Linked DNA regions of Danio rerio: region 2 is linked to region 1. Evidence: chromatin contacts called from public Hi-C data. All regions are on one chromosome and are shown on one strand. Each heading gives the region's core, a stretch centred on a gene start, on an enhancer-like site or on the middle of the called end of the contact. The rest is flanking DNA. Distances are from core to core; before and after follow the strand shown. Region 1 has its middle 9.7 kb from the start of zgc:113377. Region 2 overlaps LOC103909099 (a long non-coding RNA gene).

Region 1 (5,468 bases), core at 2,199-4,698:
ATATATATATATATATATATATATACAGTATATATATATTTATATATATATATATATATATATATATATATATATATATATATATATATATATATATATAAAATTTTTGGCTTGAACTATCCCTTAAACCCGAGACAACATAGTCAACAAGGCATATGTTATAACTTGATGAATAATAACAGCTTATGAATTGATTGTGTGTAAATCCAGCATGATGTCTAAGTGGCCTCACAAAACGTCTTTAAGGAATGCTCTCACACTTGCTTGGTTTTTAGTATAGATGAAAAAGAGGTGAAGCCTGTACGAGTCTTCTGGCTACAGCTAAGCTATAATTAAACGCCACTTAATGTTTTGACGGATGGTTGCTAAAATCCACCCTCATTGTGTCTTCCCTCCTCTAACAAGCATCGGTACTGTTCATGTTATAGTCGTCCTTGTGAACATCCGCCGCTTGCTGTAAGCATTGCGTGTTTTGTCTCGTGTACATGCTTTTAATTCGTTTACAGTCTTTTTCCACTCCCAGAGTCACACAATAAGAGTAGCATTTATGGAAGGTGTGTACCGTACACTTACTTACGTTTGTATCTCTATCGGAAGCAAAGAATTTCCCGCCTCAGGCCCTTTCACACCGAATGCAAATGTTTCTTGTGAAGAGGTTTGGGAGTAGAGCAACTGGATTTCTGTAGAGCTAATCAAACTAGATGTGACACATTTGTCCGTTCAACTGTTTGATTGGTACGAATCGTACAAAGAAATAAGTTTTGGGTTTCTGAGTTTTGAATCCCATGTCCTGATTATCAAATACTTAATTAGTGCTTAAGAGGTCATTACTGTTATGATGATAAGAAATTGGGGGTGACGCGGTGGCGCAGTGGGTAGCACGTTCGCCTCACAGCAAAAAGGTCACTGGTTTGAGCCTCGGCTGGGCCAGTTGGCATTTCTGAATGGAGTTTGCATGTTCTCCCCATGTTCGCTTGGGTTTCCTCCGGGTGCTCTGGTTTCCCCCACAAGGCCAAAGACATGTGGTACAGGTGAATTGGGTATGCTAAAATTGACCGTAGTGTATGAGTGTGGGTGTGAATGAGTGTGTATGGATGTTTTCCAGTGATAAAAGATTCTGGTCTGCAAAATATTCTAAGTTTCTAAGTCAAACATTTCAAAAAAATGAAAAGGTCTGAGATCTCCGAAGTCTTTTGGCGAAGCTGTTTATTGTCACAGCATCAGTAGCAACAGAGACAGGTCGTTCGAGTGTCTGCCGAACATAGGCATGCACATAGTTTAAATACATTTCTCTGTCTTAATACTCCACCCAAATTCACACATTACACACCGTCATCAGCTTCTTCGCTAATGATATCCTAAATCTCTCAGGTGCCCGCCACCAATAGAATCTCAGGGTCATACAGGGGTCTTACCCATGTCCAGTTAAGGTCTTTCCTTCCTGTTTCAAAAGTGATGACTCGGCCAAAAAAACAATGCTCAACAATATATCTTGTTCACTGTCCACTGAGCTGTCAACTGTAAGTTCAGCAGAAGTTCATTGGTACTCATAATTTTTTAGATGTCAGTACAAATGAGTGTGGGCCAAGCGGCAACCTCCTGCTCTCCCTCAGGAAGCCAATACGGAAGTAACTAAAACTGCAATTCATCTGAAATTGCGCTAGTCCTGGCCGCTCCTGGCTCCAAAATAGAGCAAATTTCAATTGAGCCCACTGTTAGAATATCCAACTTTACAGCAGAAAAAAGGTGTTTACAGCCTGGTACAAAAAAAGATTTTGGTTAATACAGCTAATATTACCCTTCATGACAACTGTGAGGGGGGTGAATTTTTTTTATAACTCATCCGTTTCCTTTATATTAAGTTATATTAAGTTTGCATAATTAAGGGAGTGGCCACTTGAGTGACAGTTAGGTCTCGCTTGTCGCCGTCACGTCACCTCTGCAGATTAGCCACTGAACTCGGCATATTTATCGTATTTCTGTGTTGTTTTCTGTGGCTTTACACAGTCATCTGCCTTTTGGACTTGTTTCCTACAATTATTAGATGGCATGGCATGCTGTGTGCACTTAATTGTGCTCACAAACCATTCACGTGGCCTCCGTTTCCCATGTGAGTAAAGTTATATTCTCATATACCATCTCTATACATGTATTTGTTTTATTTAAGATCATTTATCGTTTATATTTATATTTAGAGCTGTAATGCACTTCAGAATCTGACGAATTGATAAGCTGTGGGCTCTAGAACAGTCATCTGAAGTGTTGTCATACAGTGTTATGCTGGATTTCATCAATAGTCCTACATTAACTAACACAGACTATATCTGAAGTGTTTGGAAGTAATTCGCGTTTTCCTCCTGTTAAACGAAATAAGAACAAAGTTTAGTGGCTCAATGTATTACAGCAGTGTTTTTAAAGTCTAAACACTTTATTGATATAGTGTACAGCCAAGCACATGTGGTCAATACACAAACAAGTCGCAGGTGATAAAGTATTAAGCGTTTCTCCCAAAGTAAACCAGGTGTCTGAACCAGGTCCAAGCTAAATGCCAGCAGGTGTCTGTAGCTCCGCTCACTCTCCGCCTCTTTGCCCTTGTTTGGTATCCCGCTGTGGGTGTGATGACGCGCAAACAAAATGACAACGGTTGGCCGCGCCTACTTGTGGCTTCTTTTGCGCTCTTTAGAAACCTATGGGTGACGTCACGAACACTACGTCCATATATTTTACAGTCTATGGTGTGGGCGCATGTGCAGGTGCGCCTTATCATGAGTTACAGAACAGAACGCAGGTGTCCTTATGGCCTTGCATCCATAGCCGAGACCACCTAAGGCAATCTCGGACCGATTGATTTGGCGCAGATCCAAGCGCGATCGCCAAACAAACAAACCGCGCTAACTGGGCAAACGAGACAGGTTCCGAAACAAACGTCCAAGTGTGAAAGCACCCTCAGCAAAATATTGTTTAATTATCATTGCTGAGATAATCCCAGACCCCTCTATCTTCCAGCCAAAATAAACATCTTATTTAAGTCCATATCACATACTCTTCATTTTATTGTGTAATGACCAAAGCTTTGATTTTGGGATTGCACTGTGGTACAAGATTACCAAGCTGGAAATATCTGAACTCCCAGTCCCAAGACGAATTCATGTGATTAGTTGTTGGTGTATTTAGAGTTGCTTTATCCTCCAAAGGAGACATGGTGAGCTAATAAATGATCAAATATTAGCCAAGTCATTAGAAACACTGAGTGTTAAGAGTCTTGGAATGTTGAAACCTTCTTGTTAAGCTCTTCAGCAGCATTACGTCCTGCTGAATGTGTCTGTCGTTTTAAAGGAACCCTATCTAGTTTCAGCCTAACCCCTCCTATTCACACACATGCACATACACACACCCAAGAGGACTTCAGAGATCAGACTCTGCCCCTCGGAGGCCGAGTGTGTTGTCCTTAATGGATGACAGATGTCTGTGAAATGAAGCTGTTGCGTGAGTGTTTCATGTTATCTCGCAGCATGATGAGCAAGGAAACAGCTGGAGATGAACAAAAATGTTTAGGCACTCACAATACTGCCATTTATTATCCTTTGGTGCATGTTCTGGCTGTAATGCACCCTTGTTTCTTTGAGTAATATATTGGTATTAATAAAGTCAAACAAAGGAAAGAGTTCAGTAATGGGAGGAGCGCCCATGTTCTTCTCACAATAAATCATTGCGCTTGTATGGTTGGGCCGAGTGGAAACTGGTAATTAACCATTAATGGGCCTGCATCGTTTGTAAATGACAGCAAGAAGGCATGTTTGTAATCAGCCACTTTTCACTTGTAATGGTTGCCTGAGCTTGATTTTATTCAGTCTGTGTTGTAGATTCTGTCATGTCTTTAAATATAAATGTTGTTTTCCAGCAAAAACTAGCAGGACCTGATTTAGAAGACGGTTCCATCATTAACTGATAACCACACAAGAACAAATGGCTGACATGCACTACTACTTTGAAAAAAAAGTTGACACAAAACATTGTTCTAAGCCAATGGTCGTCCACACTCAGTCCTGGAGGGCCGGTGTCCTGGAACATTTAGCTCCAACCCTAATCAAACACACCTGAGCCAGCTAAACAAGCTCTTGCTAGGTATACTAGAAACTTCCTGGCAGGTGCGTTAAAGCAAGTTGGAGCTAAACTCAGCAGGACACTGCCCCCCAGGACACCCCTGTTCTAAGCCCTAATAGTTTATTAATTCTTTAATTAAAGGCAATGCTGACATAAATGAAAATGGCTGAATGTAGAATACGCTAATTTTTTTATTATTCAGTCACAAGATGGACCTGCAGAAAAATCCAGCTTAAACCTGCCTAGGCTGGTAAGCTGGTTTTAGCTGGTCGACCAGGCTGGTTTTAGAGGGGTTTTGGTCATTTCCAGGCTGGTTTTTAGCCATTTCCAGCCTGGTCTTAGCTGGTCAGGCTGGAAACTGACCAGCAAAATCCAGCTTTAACCAGCTTGACCAGCCTGGTTTAAGCTGGACATAGCTGGTTTTGGCTGGGCTCCCAGCCTGGCTAGGCTGGTCAAGCTGGTTTTAGCTGGTCATCTCCCAGCCTGACCAGCTAAGACCAGGCTGGAAATGGCTGGAAACCAGCCTGGAAGTGGCCAAAACCCCTCTAAAACCAGCCTGGTCGACCAGCTAAAACCAGCCAAACAGCCTAGACTGGTTTAAGCTGTTTTTTCAGTAGATGGCCCCAAACAGTCAAAAATAGCAGCACGACAAAAAAGCATATAAATACAGAACGCATTTACTGATGGTCAAGATTAATCGAAGGACCCAGACAAGCCTGTGTTATTTGTTGAACCATCGTTATTTGGTGATACCATACCTTGGATGTGGATCAACCAATCAAAATAAAGTGTTCCAGAGACTTGTGTCTTAATTATTCTAAATCATTTATATTCAGTGCATACCCTACTGAGAAAAACAGCTTAAACCAGCCTAGGCTGGTTGGCTGGTTTTAGCTGGTCGACCAGGCAGGTTTTAGAGTGGTTTTGGCCATTTCCAGCCATTTCCAGCATGGTCACAGCTGGTCAGGGTGGGAGATGACCAGCTAAAACCAGCTTGACCAGCCTAGCCAGGCTGGAAGTCCAGCCAAAACCAGCTATGGTTAGCCTTAACCAGGCTGGTCAAGTTGGTTTTAGCTGGTCATTTTCCAGCCTGACCAGCTAAGACCAGGCTGGAAATGGCTGGAAACCAGCCTGGAAATGGCCAAAACCCCTCTAAAACAAGGCTGGTCAACCAGCTAAAACCAGCCAACCAGCCTTGGTTGGTTTAAGCTGGATTTTTCAGCAGGGTAATCGGCACAATAGAAGTAGAAACTGGCTTATTTTCATTTAGGCACCTTTTACAGTCTGTAGTCAGGTCATAGGTCAACTGTTCTACACCACCAACAAGCCTTAAAAGCTATTTTGGAAATGAAGTTGAACCGTCA
Region 2 (5,468 bases), core at 1,210-3,709, 140 kb after region 1:
TTCCTCAGAGATTTTGCTCCATATTGACATGATAGCATCACACGGTTGCTGCAGATTTGTCGGCTGCACATCCATGATGCCAATCTCCCGTTCCACCACATCCCAAAGCTGCTCTATTGGATTAGGATCTAGTGACTGTGGAGGCCATTTGAGTACAGTGAACTCATCGTCATGTTCAAGAAACCAGTCTGAGATGATTCACGCTCCAGAAGATGGGTTTACTGTGGTCATAAAGGGATGGACATGGTCAGCAACAATACTAGAGTAGGTTGTGGCATTGACACCATGCTCAATACCAATGAACCCAAAGTGTGCCAAGAAAATATCCCTCACCACCACCAGCCTGAACTGTTGATACAAGGCAGGATGGATCCATGCTTTCATACTGTTGATGCCAAATTCTGACCCGACCATCCGAATGTGTCAGCAGAAATGGAGACTCATCAGAGCAGGCAACATTTCTCCAATCTTCTATTGTCCAGTTTTGGTGAGCCTGTGTGAATTGTAGCCTCAGTTTCCTGTTCTTAGCTGACAGGAGCGACACCCGGTGTGCTCTTCTGCTGCTGTAGCCCATCCGCCTCAAGGTTGGACGTGTTGTGTGTTAAGAGATGCTCTTCTGCAGAGCTCGGTTGTAACGAGTGCTTATTTGAGTTACTGTTGCCTTTCTATCAGCTGGAACCAGTCTGGCCATTCTCCTCTGACCTGCCAGTCACTGCATATTTTTCGGACCATTCTGTGTAAACCTAAAGATAGTTGTGCGTGAAAATCCCAGTAGATCAGCGGTTTCTAAAATGCTCAGATCAGCCCGTCTGGCACCAACAACCATGCCATGTTCAGTCACCTAAATCCCCTTTCTTTCCCCTTCAGATGTTCGGCTTGAACTGCAGCAGATCGTCTTGACCATGTCTACATGCCTAAATGCATTGAGTTGCTGCCATGTGATTACAAATTTGCGTTAACAAGCAGTTGGACAGGTGTACCTAATAAAGAGTATCTCTATGATGCATTTCAGCATTACTCAAGTCTGCAGTGATTCCCTTTAAATCATTCCAATATTATTTAATCAAATATGTCATACTATTGGGATAACAATTGGGAATACAATTGGCTTGTACAAATGTAATTCACTTTTCTCATGATGAAACCATGTCAGCTGTAATTGATAAAGGAGGAAGTTTATGGTTGTCGGATGAGTGTGTGCGGTCCTAGTATTTACTATGTTTTGGGGACCAAATGTTCCAACAATAATAACAATAACAGCAATTTTTGACGGTGTGGGGAAATTTATTTTGTACCAGCGAGGAACACGGCTCATAAATCACACAAAATAAAGTACTTTGAAAATTAAAAATTGGTTCCAGTGAGGGTCGGGGGATAGAAAATACACTCTGTACAGTATAAGCATAACTACAACTATAGAAAGGCACCGTAAAACATTAAAAAAATCCAGTGTTTGTGTGTGCATCCATGTTTTTATATCCTAGTGGGAACTTAATCCTTTAACACAGACTCATGGGGACCTGAGAAAAGTGAGGTCCCCGTGGGTAAACATGCTTATAAATCATACAGAATGACTTATTTTGAAAATGTAAAACTGCAGAATGTTTCCTCTGAGGGTCGGGGGATAAAATATAGCGTCTAAACTGTATAAGAATAATTACAGCTATGGAAAGACCCCATAATACATGAAAACCCATGTGTGTGTACTTGCTTTTAATATCCAGGTTGGGACTTAAACCTGAATGCACACAGACTCATGGTGACTTGGGAAAATTGGCCCACATGAGTAAACATGCTTATAAATCCCACTTCATTTGGAATTTTTAAAGTGTTTCCTGTAAGGTTTGGGGTGAGGGTAGAGAAAATATGGTATAATAGTGTATGTATAATAATTTCGATGTATAATAGAAACATCTTGGACCTATGTCTGTGAGAGTCCCCACCGGGATATAGGAACAAGTCTGTGTGTGTGTGTGAGGCGACGAGTGAAGGTAATGTCAGACGCATTGTAGTATACAGGGGTCAAAAGGGTCTCCAGTCAGACCCCTGTCCTCACCTACCTCTCGACACAATGTTTTCAGAAGGTTTCTTTCAGACCTTGTATAGAGCTTTAGTGGGAAACTCAACCCAGCAATAAGCGCCACAAAAGCCAACAGGAGACATGTGGTCACCAGACCCGCAGACCCCCGTCCCTCCCCTCAAATTGGAGGAAATATACACGGCTCCCTACACTCGGACCCATGTGTTTACATGTGTGTGCGTGAAGGTTTGAGGAGGCCCAAGACGGCCATTGATGCTTTTTCGAGCTGTCTAACGCACGGCATAAATTTATTTCATAGCAACATAACTCTAGATGTTGTTTCCAAGAGAGAAAGTGGCCCAGATGGAGAATACGGAGAAATGTGGCTCTGGTTCTGCATAAATCTCTAAACTCTATTGTGCTGTGCTGCCCTCATGTGGAGAGAAATTGAAATGATTCCTGTTAATCATTGGTGGAAGAGGACTCTCTAAGTCAGGGGTGTACAAACTGGGTCCTGGAGGGCCGGTGTCATGCATAGTTTAGCTCCAACTTCCTTCAACACACCTCCTTGGAAGTTTTTAGTATACCTAGAAAGAGCTTGATTAGATGGTTCAAGTGTTGTTTAATTTGAGTTAGAACTAAAATATGCAGGACATCAGTCCTGCAAGACCGAGTTTGGACACCCCTGCACTAGGGTAAAAGTAATCCACTAGGATTTTGGAAAAGGGATTGGATCAAATCTTGAAAATGGGTTTTTCAAAAATAAAAAAACGATTACCTAATCGGATTAGATCACATAATCCAATCTTGGTTTTGATCCGGATCAAACCTTTAGTTTGGGTTTTTCAGACCTTTTTTGTAGGATCTGGATCACTTTGATCCAAAAAACCTGGATTAAACTGATCCCATCAGAAGGGTGGATTTAGAGTGGATTTCATGCCCAAAATGTAATGAAAACTTAAAAAATGTATTAAATAATACTGTTTTTGGATCATACAGAATCTTACGAGATATACTATTTATTCATAAGGTTTTCATTTTATTTGTTCATCCGATAGGCTGTAGTGATTATAGGTTTTAACGTATTCAGCCTTTCAGTATAGGCCTACAGCAAAGTAGAAAGAGTTTGGCCTCATAAAATAATCCCCCAAACAGCTGTCAAAACTGACCAAAAACAATACATTTTATTCTTTCACTAATTGATATATATATATATATATATATATATATATATATATATATATATATATATATATATATATATATATATATATATATATATATATATATATTCATCACAATGGAAAATGTTTTTCTTTTTAGAATATTTATTAGTGATGCATGCAATGATTACATAATAAATAAAAAAAATGCAAAGAATGGCAATGACGGATTTTTGAAATCTCTTTCAACAATTGCAAAAAGAGACTGAAAGGGCAGAAGCACAGCTTCACCTGGTAGAGGAACAACTGACTTTGACCAAACTGCAGCAAACCAAGGCCAATGACTTGAGATCCGCCTCCTAAAGGCTGCGCTCAGACAAGCTGGTCTCCCCACATCAGATGTGGAAGTCTGACATTATTGTGGAGTTTTTGACATTAAGTCTTTTTTTTATTTACATTTATATTTGAAACTTATTATAAATATCCTCAATGTACAGTGTTGTAGGTCTCAAATGACCGGACTGCTTAAAGAGTTGTTTTTCTTGTTTTTATTATTATTTATTTATTATTATTATTTTAATAATTATTAAATTTTCTTAGTTTTCATTTCAAATAAAAATAAAGTTATATAGACCCCATGCTATTTTACTCTTTACATATCTGTAGTTCTACATTGTGATGTCCTATCCTGTTTGAGCACTGGTAATCCAGATTTAGTGATCCTGAAAAGTTCCTATCCAGATCAGATTGATCCAGTCCGATATTGCTTTGAAAAACTGGCTCAAAAAGTAAGCTGGATTACGTGTTCACGGATCGCAAAAACAGGATTACTAAATCCGGATCAATTTTATTCGGATTAAACCTTTTGAAAAACCCGGCCCAGGATGTCATTTTTGGGATGTTTATGTAAAGGACTTTCATGCGAAGAACTATTATTTTGCTGTTGATGCGTGAAGGGAAGCAGGAAGTACAACCTGCTCAGTTGTGGTCTGTCTTTCGCTTGAATAAAACAGAATCTTCAAGTCCATCTTTATTTTTCAAACCTACTTGTGAGATACAGTGGTACATAACAGTACTAATACTTGCAGTGCAAGTAGAGTAATAGTATCCGTTTAAATACTACTCAAGATATGAGTAAATAGTAGCCCTTATAAAAGTCCTCCAGAGACGAGTGTAGTAGTGAGTAGTATTATGCTGTGAAAGCTATTCCACCTTTATTCTTGCAGATTAAAACCAGTGTAATCAATGTTGTTCTTTTTTAAGGGTGTTTATAAATGCAAGTTAAAATATTTGCCATTCGTGGAGTATGAAGGTACATTGTGAGACTAATTTAGCGTGGGAACACATTAATATATGCACCAATAATAAGCCAACTGAAAGCAAGTTAATTTGTTTACATTTTATTAATCATTTCTGCGATAGTGTTTGGACTTTTAATTCATTTGGCTATGGGGAAAACATTTAGGAATAAAAAATGGTAGAAAACTATCTAACTACTTGCTCTAAAAACCTGTACGTTTATAAAAATGAATAAAAATCATATAATAAGAGTTTTTTTTTTCAATATAAAGCCAATAAGGTTCAACATAGTCTCATTCTTAAAACGTAGCCCTATAAACATTTCTGGAGATTGCGAATTATGTAGCCAGAAGTACGTATGGCTGCATTTCGTTTTTAAAACGAATGCTACTGGGCGGTATGACGCCGTTTCTTTTCTTGCTTACCAGCTGACCACTTACCTTCATATGGACGGCTTTCCTGCTGCTACCAGTTTGTCAAGTAGCTTGACATGTACGTCGGCAGACTTGAGGTGCAGAGCAGAGTTAACCGCAACAACAGGGTTTGAGTGCGTTGAAGAACGGTTCCAGAAAGCAAGTGAGACAAAAACAAAAGCTAAAAAGTTAAAAAAATAAAATAAAGTAAATAACAGGGTGAGAATGTGGTAAAATCTGAAAACATGGTAAAAATCAGACGAGGGCTTATTAAAACACTGCGGTTGGGTATAGGGAAGGGGGTGATTGGGTTAATTAGTGGTTTTTAAAACACTATTTGTTGGGCTTAGGGAGGAGGTTGGGTGGGGGTATCGTTCGGTTAGTCAGTAAGTTGACTGCAGCTTCTATTGGATTTACGGGAGAACAGCAAGTGTGAGAATAGCACTCGTGAGAGAAATTTGAGATCTGAAATAGCATACACAGCGGTCTCTGGTGCATTGGCTAAAACAAAAAGGCAAAAAAAATACCTCCTGAGACATATTTTGCTCTCTCCAGAAATGTAAACAGCGGAAC

What was found. A called contact is a pair of places that touch in the nucleus more often than the background predicts.
Region 2: a contact with region 1 is called in a Hi-C map of an unstated tissue, with 4 times the contacts expected there. The contact joins two enhancer-like sites. A contact is called at or near these places in 3 of 18 Hi-C or Micro-C datasets (caudal fin, hematopoietic stem cells and an unstated tissue) and 1 of 4 datasets of contacts at active chromatin or transcription factors (caudal fin).

What each region holds. Positions count from the first base shown.
Region 1 is chr17:56,564,138-56,569,605 of GRCz12tu, forward strand. No RefSeq gene overlaps it. Among named protein-coding and RNA genes, the nearest start is that of zgc:113377, 9.7 kb to the left of the region's middle. Within about 2 kb of position 3,449, at least 5 of the 62 cell types and tissues checked have an H3K27ac peak or open chromatin away from gene starts, as enhancers often do.
Region 2 is chr17:56,704,097-56,709,564 of GRCz12tu, forward strand. The region is part of intron 2 of LOC103909099 (a long non-coding RNA gene); the gene reads right to left. Among named protein-coding and RNA genes, the nearest start is that of ddhd1a, 14 kb to the right of the region's middle. Within about 2 kb of position 2,460, at least 19 of the 62 cell types and tissues checked have an H3K27ac peak or open chromatin away from gene starts, as enhancers often do.